Regions from separate parts of the Gossypium hirsutum genome. Here region 2 is linked to region 1. The links are chromatin contacts, called in public Hi-C maps. All regions are on one chromosome and are shown on one strand. The core of a region is the stretch at or near the end of the contact, and the rest is flanking DNA. Distances in the headings are between cores, read along the strand shown.

Evidence for each region. Hi-C and Micro-C count contacts between places; a contact is called where the count stands out from the background.
Region 2: a Hi-C map of leaf shows a contact between it and region 1, with 2.5 times the contacts expected there. The contact joins the promoter of LOC107956095 here to the enhancer-like site in region 1. A contact is called at or near these places in 4 of 34 Hi-C or Micro-C datasets (leaf and petal).

What each region holds. Positions count from the first base shown.
Region 1 is chrD07:21,500,017-21,504,882 of Gossypium_hirsutum_v2.1, forward strand. No RefSeq gene overlaps it. Among protein-coding and RNA genes, the nearest start is that of LOC107954398, 26 kb to the right of the region's middle. Within about 2 kb of position 2,620, at least 4 of the 9 cell types and tissues checked have an H3K27ac peak or open chromatin away from gene starts, as enhancers often do. A contact at or near this core is called in leaf, where this site is marked.
Region 2 is chrD07:21,578,012-21,583,328 of Gossypium_hirsutum_v2.1, forward strand. It overlaps LOC107956095, which reads left to right and starts at 2,042. Exons shown (of 2, transcript XM_041096679.1): 1 at 2,042-3,105; 2 at 3,255-3,571. The coding sequence starts at 2,367. The coding sequence ends at 3,340.

The sequences.
Region 1 (4,866 bases), core at 1,370-3,869:
TCTGTTATTTTTCTGTTCTCCCCAAATTTTCAGTTCTCTTATTTTCTTGCTTCTTCCGTTTTACAATTTATTATTGTTTGTTAGTCAAGAGTTTATGATTTCTTCGCCTTCCTTCAATTCGATTTCGAGACGGCGATGTGTAAGTGTAGATCTTCTTAATTTTACAATTGGGGTTTTGTTTTCTTGGATTTGTTTAGGAAGGTTCTAATTGTGATAAATGTTGGTTGTGTATATTGGTAGAACTGAGTTTTAGATTGAGGTTGTGGTGGTTCATTGGATGTTTTGGGGTGCTTTAAATTGCAAATCAGGTGTGTTTCTAAACTGTTTGAATTCAGTAGCCAATTATTGTTGGATTTTGGGGAAATCTGCAAAATTCTGATGTGTTCTGAATGGTTAGCGATTGGGGTTCATTTTGTTGTTGCAAAACCTCGATTTCAGCCCGTTTCGCTGTGGTTTCCTGACCACACAGGCGGTCCACATGGCCGTGTAACATTGGGAATTAAGGATTTTGGACGTTTTCCAGTGCCACACGACCATGTGGCTACTGTTTGGGGATTTTTTCAATTTTCACACAAGCGTGTGCCTTGGACACACAGCCGTGTCCCTTAGCACACGGGTGTGTGAGATTTCCACACGGACGTGTCTACTCCACACCTTATTTTGGCACTTGTGGACAGTGAGTTACACGGGCAACTCACACGATCATGTAACTCAGACACACAGGCGTGGGTCTCTTCCACACGGACGTGTGCCCTTTCCACACGACCATGTTGATCTTCACACGGCTTAGACCCTTCCACACAGTCGGGGCATACGGCCGTGTGGCCCTGTTTCACAGATTTTTGTTCAGTGTTACAAATTGACTTCTTTTATGTTTCTGTGTAATTCGACCATCGATTAAGCCTTGGTAACTGTGCTCAGGACTCCACTACAACTTGGACTCATGTGTGTATTTGAGTTTGTAGGATTTAATTTAACTGTATGTTTAAATTTTAATGTGATTTACCTAGTAATTAAATACAATCATAACTGATTCTGAATCTAATCGACTGAGTATGTGTATTTCTGTTTCTGTATGATTGACTGTATGTAGTGTGCATTTCGCATTTGCATGAAAATTCTGAGATGTTGGTTGAGAAGAGAAGGAAGACTGATTTTGCATTTGCATTTGCATTTCGCATTTGCATGAAAATTCTGGGATGTTAGCTCAGCTGCATATTTTTATTTGAGTGGTTTAGTTCCACAATATGTGGTGTGTAAGGTGGATGAACCTATCATGGTCCTATATGGTGTGCAGGGTGGTCGAAGTGGTGTTCAGATAGTTGGGGTGGGTTTTTGATTCGTTACATTCTCTATGCATTTGAATATATGTCTGATTATGCGAGCATTGAAATGTTGGTGATATGGTAACTATGAAATGATGTGTTTTAATTAATATGCATTTTGGTATGCTTTGGAAGCACCTTGTTGATTGGATTATCGGTTGATTTTTTCCGTTTATGATTTGTGTTCATATACTGTTTTGGAATATTGTTGTGTTACTCCGTCTTTTACCATCTATTGTGTTTCGGACTCACATTGAGCTCGCGTGGCTTATCCCTTTAGTTTCTCCCTTTCAGGTAAATTCTGTGTTTTGAAGTTAGACTCGACGATCGGAGGTCTTAGATTGATAAGTTTTGAATTAATCAAATAAAGTGTTTCTTCAATTCTTGAATTAGTGAACTGTTTAGGACTGTAAGTATTTATAGGAACTGTGGTATAAATTTTATTTTGGACTTTCGTAAAGTGTTGTTTGGACTGAACTTTAAAAACTATGGATTTTATATAGAACCTAAATTTACGAAGTTCATGCGTGGGTTTTACAAAAATGAAACTAATATGAATTTTTGAGACTGTGATGTTTTTAAAGGCTCCAATTTGAAATTGTACAAGAAACATCAATTTGATTTATTTCTGAATGTTCTTTTTATGCCAATTAAATACAGTTTCAAAACATAGCTAAGTTTTTATTTAATTTCCTAAAGATGAAGCAAAGAAAAGGAATTAAAGTTTTTGTTTCCGCCACTTTTGGTGGCCAATGTAACCTTCGGAATTCGGTCTAAACTTCTAGGCCGGGTTGTGGGGTGTTACAAAAGAAAAACCTCAAATGAAAAAAAACTTAAGTACTAAAATAAATATTAAAGTGAATTTCAAATGTCAAGTTAAACATTGAAATCAAATTCAAGTAGTAAATAATATATTAACTTTTTTTTTTCCTCTAACAGATCCTAATAGTAACAGTGCAAGCCTTCAAGTTTGGTGTTTGTAAGCCCAGTCCAAGGCTCATAATTGCTAATTTCAGAGCTGCAAAAATATTTCTTCTTATGGGTTGAAAAAACTTGGTAGCATCGCGGAACAGGCTATAATTGTGAGAAATCGATAATAATGGGATAAACCAAGCAGAAGTAGGATGACGGAGTCTTAAAAGGAATAGGATGAGAACATGAGAAGTGAATCATGATGAGATTAGACGACAAATTTATAAACCAGTTCCTTCTTGTTTGCCAAAGTTCCCGAGTCAGTGAGCCTCTAATTTAGCCCAACACTGTTAGCCCAATTCGAAACAGAAATAATGGATTCAGTTTCCCTGTCTGGGTTCAAATTTAACTCCAAGTCACTCAAATAGTACCATATTTACCTAAATGATCATCAGTAATACATATCTCTTTCATTTCTACTATTACTTTTACCTACCTTTTCTCTTTTCTTCCGACAGGATACCCAAGTGAAATTAGTTTCCCAGTTGACATGCTGCTCTTTTATCCCATTTTTTAATCTTCTGACTTTTTGCTCCTTGAGTCAATGCCACTCCGCTCCTCATCAAACGGCTCATGTTGCGTATGTATATTATTATTATTCTGAACTGGAAAGGGAAGTATATATCAATCAAACGCATTGTCCTTGTCACCCCCACTTTCTATTTTATCTTCAAAATCCTGCCCTTTCTTAATTATTGCCTTTGACAATGAAATTTAACGAAGGAAGTTGCTATTTCAACCCTGGAGAACAAAGCAGTTGCATCCTGGGAAAACAATCTAACATCAAGATGATATATAATTAGCAATTCAGAAAGAAAAAAAAAGAAGAAAGGGAGGGGGTTCAATGATGTAATAATATGTGATGAAAGTTGACTATCGTTTTCCACTATAATAAAAAAAGAGAGGGAGGTGTAATTATGCAAAAGTTAATGGAAAACAAAACAGGGATTTTAGTTTGACAAAGCAAGACAAGGGCCTTTAATCAACTTGCCAAAGCCTTTTTATAATTATGTTAATCCCCCCTTGTTAAGGCTTTGTTGCTTGTGTGATTAAAGTCAGTTTCCCCCATCATGTTTTTGGTCTCTTTAAATCAGTTAAAAGCATATTCCATATGTAATTTTTTGACATTTTTATTTAGGAGGGTGAATCATGGTTTTCAGTTATGACTAACTCATAAAAGATTCAGGGCTTGTCTATTTCACTAATAATGATGCCAATTTCACTTTTAAAAAATAAACAGCTTAATTATTAGTTGTTGAAAGGCGAGCTTAAGAGGTGGAAGACGATAACGATAAGGTCAATTGGTACAGGTTAAGCTGAAATCAGCGTTAGTTTGAGTGTTTAATAGAGATGTATATGACAAATGCATGTGCTTATGTTGCCTTTAAATGTTAATGGGGCTGGTTTAGTGGGATACATTAAGGGTCATCCTGAATAGACCCCTCTCTCTAGGCACGTAAGGAGGAACGTGATGTGCTTCAAAACAAGAAAAGGTGAAGAAACAACACTGTGGGTCATCATCCTGTAAAATATATTTTGTCCAATTATTTGCCGCTTAACATCAAGTTTCAGATTGCGACTTCCTTCAAGTTACAGTAACTTTCATTTATATTTCATTCAGAAATGTGACATACATAAAAAGTTTTGTTTTAAGTCCACTAGTAACTTAAACGTAAATTAGAAAAAAAAAGGTTTGTTTGTGAAATTATTAAGGACTTTAATCAGTGAAATTATTCGGGACTTTAATGAGGACTTAGCATAATGTCTAATCCCATTATCCCAAAACGATAGTTGATCTTTCTTGTCGATTGGTTGTCATTGTGTTGAAAAGATAATGAAAATGTGATGTGAGACACCTCTTCTTCTTTCGTTCAAAGACAAATAGATTATGGCCATTTCATATTTCAAACAATTTGTTGATTACAAATCTTCAATATCGTTCGCTAATATCCCATCAAACTGAGTCAATTAATGGTCGATATTCATCTTTCTTTTAATCTAGATGAATCATGACGTTTTGGTTATATATATATATAGCTATAAGTATGTGTGTATATCTATACATAGACAATCATTTTAATTTGTTCTTCCTCCGAATAAAAGAAAACACACTCCATGATTTCCATTTTTCTATTTTCTTTATACTCATCCTTACAGTTTAGGATAGTTTAGAGTTTAGAGTTTAGGATAATTATGTTTGATAAAAAAATTTATTTTTTTATATTATACAATAATCACCAAATTTATATTCTAGTTTTTATATAATTTTCTATATAATTATATATAAAAAAAAGGTTACACCATATAGAAAAATAGTTTAATTCTAAATTTTATTTTTATTATGTTTAAATTTGATATTTAATTTCTATAATATTATTTAGTCCAAAATAATTAATATTTTTGACTTTTCAATTAAAATGTTACATGATTATATATAATTTGTAAATCCTGAGGTCTTGGAGACTAACATGTCGCTCCCATTCTTTTTGGGTTTGCTTTGCTATTTTCTTAGATTATAAGACAATGATCAAATTGTAATTTTGGCCCTTATATTATGTTAAAACTTGAG
Region 2 (5,317 bases), core at 792-3,291, 77 kb after region 1:
CTAAGGGGAAATTTCAGAAAAGCGCATTGACAAGGATGCATTTTACCCCATGTCAACAAAAACACGTTGACATGGGCACGATTTTACCCATGCTCAGACTAAGTTTTCAAAAAAGATTATTTTTTTAAAATATTATAAAAATAGACCAATATTTTAAAATTTTACGAGAATAAGCCTTTATAAAAATCTAAAGTGGCAGCACAAATTTTTTTTTGATGCCACCAATTAATGTGTAAATAAAACTTACAAAGCAGATCTTTATATAGATCCAAAGTCTCATTTCCTTTGTTTTCTTAAGCTATGTGGGATGTGAGATATGTGTATATATAGACTCATGAATAAGTTTGCAGCTTGTTCCTACACAATGTGAGATTCCTTCCTCTTTTAACTAACATCAAATTAAATGCTGCACTATATTTTATATATTTTTTACTTATAAAGTTTAAATTTTTTTACAAAAAGTTGACATTTGTTACATTATAAATAAAATTTTTAAACTCTCTAAGTTAAAAAATTATAAAATATAAAATGAGTATAGTATAATATTAAAAAATAAATATTTAAAAAATTACTAATAGTTGAGTGATCATTTTGTAAGTTTTTATAATTTGATAGCCAAAAAATCATAGTTAAGTGACTACTAATGTAATTTAATCTAGATATAAAAATATGAAAAATAATTATTATATTTTATGTATATTATATATTTCTATAGAAAAAGTTATTTAACATAATTATATACTATATTTAAATAGATTATCTATCTAGTCAAAATACATCTGAAATAAATTTATCAGCATTTATTAGGTGATAAAAATTAAATTAAAATTAGGATTAAAAAATTAATGAGCATAGTAAAATATTAAAAAAAAGATATATCAATTTTTTAAAACTACAAAAAAGAAATACTATTTGAGTACCAAATACTCACCATTTATTTATTAATCAAACATTCACAACATAAAATAAAATAAATAATAAAAAAATTAAAAGTATAACTTCTAAATTAAAATAATGAAAAATTATTTTAAAAATTAGAATTGCATGGATATTAACTTCAAACATTTAAAATTGAATAGAAGGTAACTACATGTACAAGTTTCATATGTGTATAGCCTTTAATCTTATGTTGTTAGTTAAAAGAGGAAGGAATCCTACATTGTCTAGGAACAAGCTGCAAACCTATTCATGACTCTATATATACACCACATTGTGTAGGAACAAGTTGCAAACCTATTCATGACTTTATAATTATACATATCTCACATCTCATATTACTTAAGAAAACAAGAGAAATGAGAGTTTGGGTCTATATAAAGAACTACTTTGCAAGTTTTATTTCCATAGTAATTGGTGACACCTTAAAAAAAAAGTGCTACCACTTTGGGTCTTTATAAAGGTTTATTCTCGTAATTTTTAAAAAAAATAGTCAATTTTTATAATATTTTAAAAAAATTGTGCTGACATGAGCGTATTTTTACTAACATAGGATAAAACGCGTTGACGGCAACGCATTTTTTTTTTAATTTCCCTTTAAAACGCTTTCATATATATGCGTTTTAAAATTTTTAACCTATTTTAATAAATAAAATTTTAAGTGACCTATTTTCATAAATAAGGTTAGAAATGAGTGTTTTTCTTTTTTCAGTAAAATAGTCGTAAAAGAAAAGCCTCATTTATAAAAAAGAAAGTGAAAGTATAAATGAGGAAAAGGAATGGGCAAAAAGCAATGACACAGTATAGCGTACAATGATTTCGAAACAGGGCTAGGTTATGGGAAATCGTGAGGGCAGGTTTTAATCTTTGGTAGTGAGTCGTGACTCGTGACCCAGTGACGAATGAAGTGGAGTGGTGTTAGCAGCAGGAAAAGAATTTGTGTGGAGCTACGTGTCCTTGAGCAGATCTCTACGTCATTTGGCTCAATATTGCCATGTGTAAATATCTTGTAATCATTTTTAATAATTATTAAAAAAAAAAAGGCCAATGGTCCGAAGCTTCTTACTTAACTAATTTGATTTAAAACCAAAATTACAATCCCAACCTTTTGCCAACTACCAAAAAGGAAGTAAGAGGAAGTGATTGAGCACTGAAATGGGTATCTCTGTAATTAAAGGCTTCAAATTTTCTGGGTATAAATTTGGTTGTTCAGAGTGAGGAGTGTGTTTATTTTACTTTTTATTATGAAATAAAAAAATTAATGAATGATAACGCCACAGCTTGTTAATAATGTGTAGCCAGCCGTTCTTTTTGTTTTCTCTCTAATATATCACTTTGATAACAGAAAAAAGAAGAAGAAAAGAACACTTCAACTTCATCGTTCTTTTAGTTTCGTTTCTTTCTTTTTTTTCTTTTTGTTGTTGCGAAAGATGGCTTCAGATGAAAGTATGACGGTTGTTTCGTCCATGGTGGAAGATGACTATGACGATATTGATGTTGGGTTTGAGCATCAGGCTCATACATATAACTTGTCGAGGCTTTCCATGTGTACCAGTTCCATGTACACGAACGAGGATGATGATGATGATGATGATGATGATGATAATCTGGGGATGTATCTGTCGAGGTTGTCCTTTGATGCAGATGTTGATGAGGAGTTCCCTGGCAAAGAATTGCTTCAACTCTCTTCTGACTCCGACAAGGAACCTAGCTGCTACTCTCTTCCCGCCACCCCACCTCGCCGGAGGAACGGAAAAGCGGTGTTGTCTCAGGAGCTGATGGGAGTGGCGAAAGATTACGCAAGTGAAAATGAAGCTCAAAAGGGTGGTTTAAGAAGGTCAAAAGGGAACAACAAGTTGAGGAAGAGGAGGATTACAAGAGATAGATGGGAAGATAATGAGAGTAAAAGCTGCAACAAGAAGAAAGATGGGGAATTAATTGCAAGTTACAGCAACCATAGTGGAAGTTTCAGTGGGGAAAGTGAAGGGGGTAGTGCGGGATTGGTGGTGATTACAAGGCCCAAAGGTGGGCAGAGGTCGCTGTGTATGGACTTGGAGGAAGTGAAGGCGTGTAGGGATCTTGGGTTAGAGTTGGAACATGAGCGTATGTTGGAGATGCCTAGTAGCGGTGGCAATTCTCCGATCGCCAACTGGCGTATCTCTAGCCCTGGTTAGTCAAAATTACCTTTAATTTGGACCCTTTATGCTTTCTTTCTAAGCCTAACAGGAAACTAGGGAATTACTGATTGTTTGATTTATATAAAGGCTCTGCATAGCATTTTCAGTTCATCTGATGGGATGTTTACTCTGTAATTTTAGGTGATGACCCAAGAGATGTGAAGGCTCGGCTCAAGGTGTGGGCACAAGCTGTGGCACTTGCATCCACATCTAAACATTGCAGCTGACTAACTGCTGCTCTTGACTATCATCGTCGTTTCCATTAAAAAACCCTTTTCGATTTTAGTTTCTTGCTTCCTAAAAAACCAAGTTACACTTATGTACAGCTTTCCACTTGTAAATATAAACACTGTGGATTATGAAGCTAGATGGTAAGCTTAAGCTTAAGTTACACTTTGTAAGCAGCAAGACTGAAGGCTTAAGCATAATTTCAGTTTCGAGCAGTGTTTGTTGTATCAGTTCTCTGTCGTCATTCTTTAGTTTTGACTTGGATATGGTTTTAGGTACAGTGTTCCCAAAAATTGCTGTTGTTAGAAACAAAAAGAATTTGTTCTAAATAACCTCTATTCTAACCAAACAAATCGCAGTGCCCCCACTGTAAACAGAGTTAAGCTCACAGGTAAGATCGGGGCAAACTTGAAAGCTAAGGGTACTGATCGAAGGGCTAAACTCAAACAATTATTATTATTTTAAAACCTAAAATCTAACAAATCAATTATCAGCATTGTCTATATCTGCTAAGAGAACCAGGCATTTGCTCTGTTAATGACCAATGCTAATGTAGTTATGACATGGATGACAAATTATATTGAGAAGATTACAGCCGCAAATGTTAGTTATATGTGGCTCAGTAACATCAGATCAATCTCAGCTAAGCAATTATGAAGGCTACTTGCCCTTTTAAGCTTTATCCCCTAAACCCTTTTATGTTCTATGTATTGAGTTGATCAAACACTTAAAAGTCTAAAACCCAAGGAAGGTGTAGAAGTAGTAACTGAAGAGTAAGCACACCCCATGCATAACGCACCTCCAACTCTAGTTCTGCATAGTTAATGAAACCCATGAATAAAGACTTGTAGTTCATATAGCAAAAATAAAAAGCTGATCCAAACTGGTTTGTGGCCCGATCTTTGGAGCTAAGATCCAATGAGTATTTTGGGTTCTAATATTTTGGGCTCCATTTTGTTACTGATTTTTATATGTCTTCTGTTTTAGAGTTCTTTCTTTCTTTCTTTACTTTACTTTTTTTTTCTTTTTTGTTAATTCTTAGGTAAACTACGTGACTAAATTATTCATAAGTTTACGTTTTGATAATTTAATTTTAAAAATTTACAAAATAGTTATTAAATTATTTGAAAGTTTTTATTTAAGTCATTTAACTATTCAAAATTTTTTATTTAAGTCACTGGGTTATTAGGTTTTTTTTTTTTTAAAAAAGTTTGACTAGCTACAATTTGATGATCGGTACAGCAGATCATGAAAACAATTGAACTTTAGAAGAGAAGAGGAAGGAGAGTTTTTAATTGGTGCAGGCGGTGCGAATAGAGAAGGCCATACAATAATGATTTTAAGTTTTTAACAGCCTTTTATAACTTTTTGAATAGTTCAATGACCATTTTATAACCTTTTGAAATTGAATGACCAAAATGTAAATTTACTAGTACTTTAGTGCCTTTGGCTGTAACTTTCTCTATTTTTTTTCAAAAAGAAATTAAATAATAAAATCCAATATATTATATGATCAAGATGTAAAAAAATATTATTTTTTAAGGAGATACTGTTAGGTAGCTTTTAGGATCCAGAATTTGGATTTGAATTTAGATTTTAAAATTTTAGCATGGTTTATGAATTTATTATGTTAAAATTGTTTATTTGAGAATTAAAATATTTGAAATTTAAAATTTTGAATTAATTTAAATTTGTTGTTTCGATAATTCAAATTTAGATTTGGATTTCAATTAACTTTAAGTCCTAAAAATATATTTTTTAAATTTATTTATTTAGGAGAATTTTGAACATTGTTGTTTGAATCAGACCAGACCAGTCGATCAGATTAGGAACTAACTAGGGTACTGGTATTGAGAAATACATTATATTAGAACTGCTCATGGGCTGAGCCACCCGTTCAAACTTGAAGTCCTGCCCGAGAAATGGGAGGGTTTGGACAAAACATGAGGCCCAAAAATGGGCTTGGGTAAAATTTA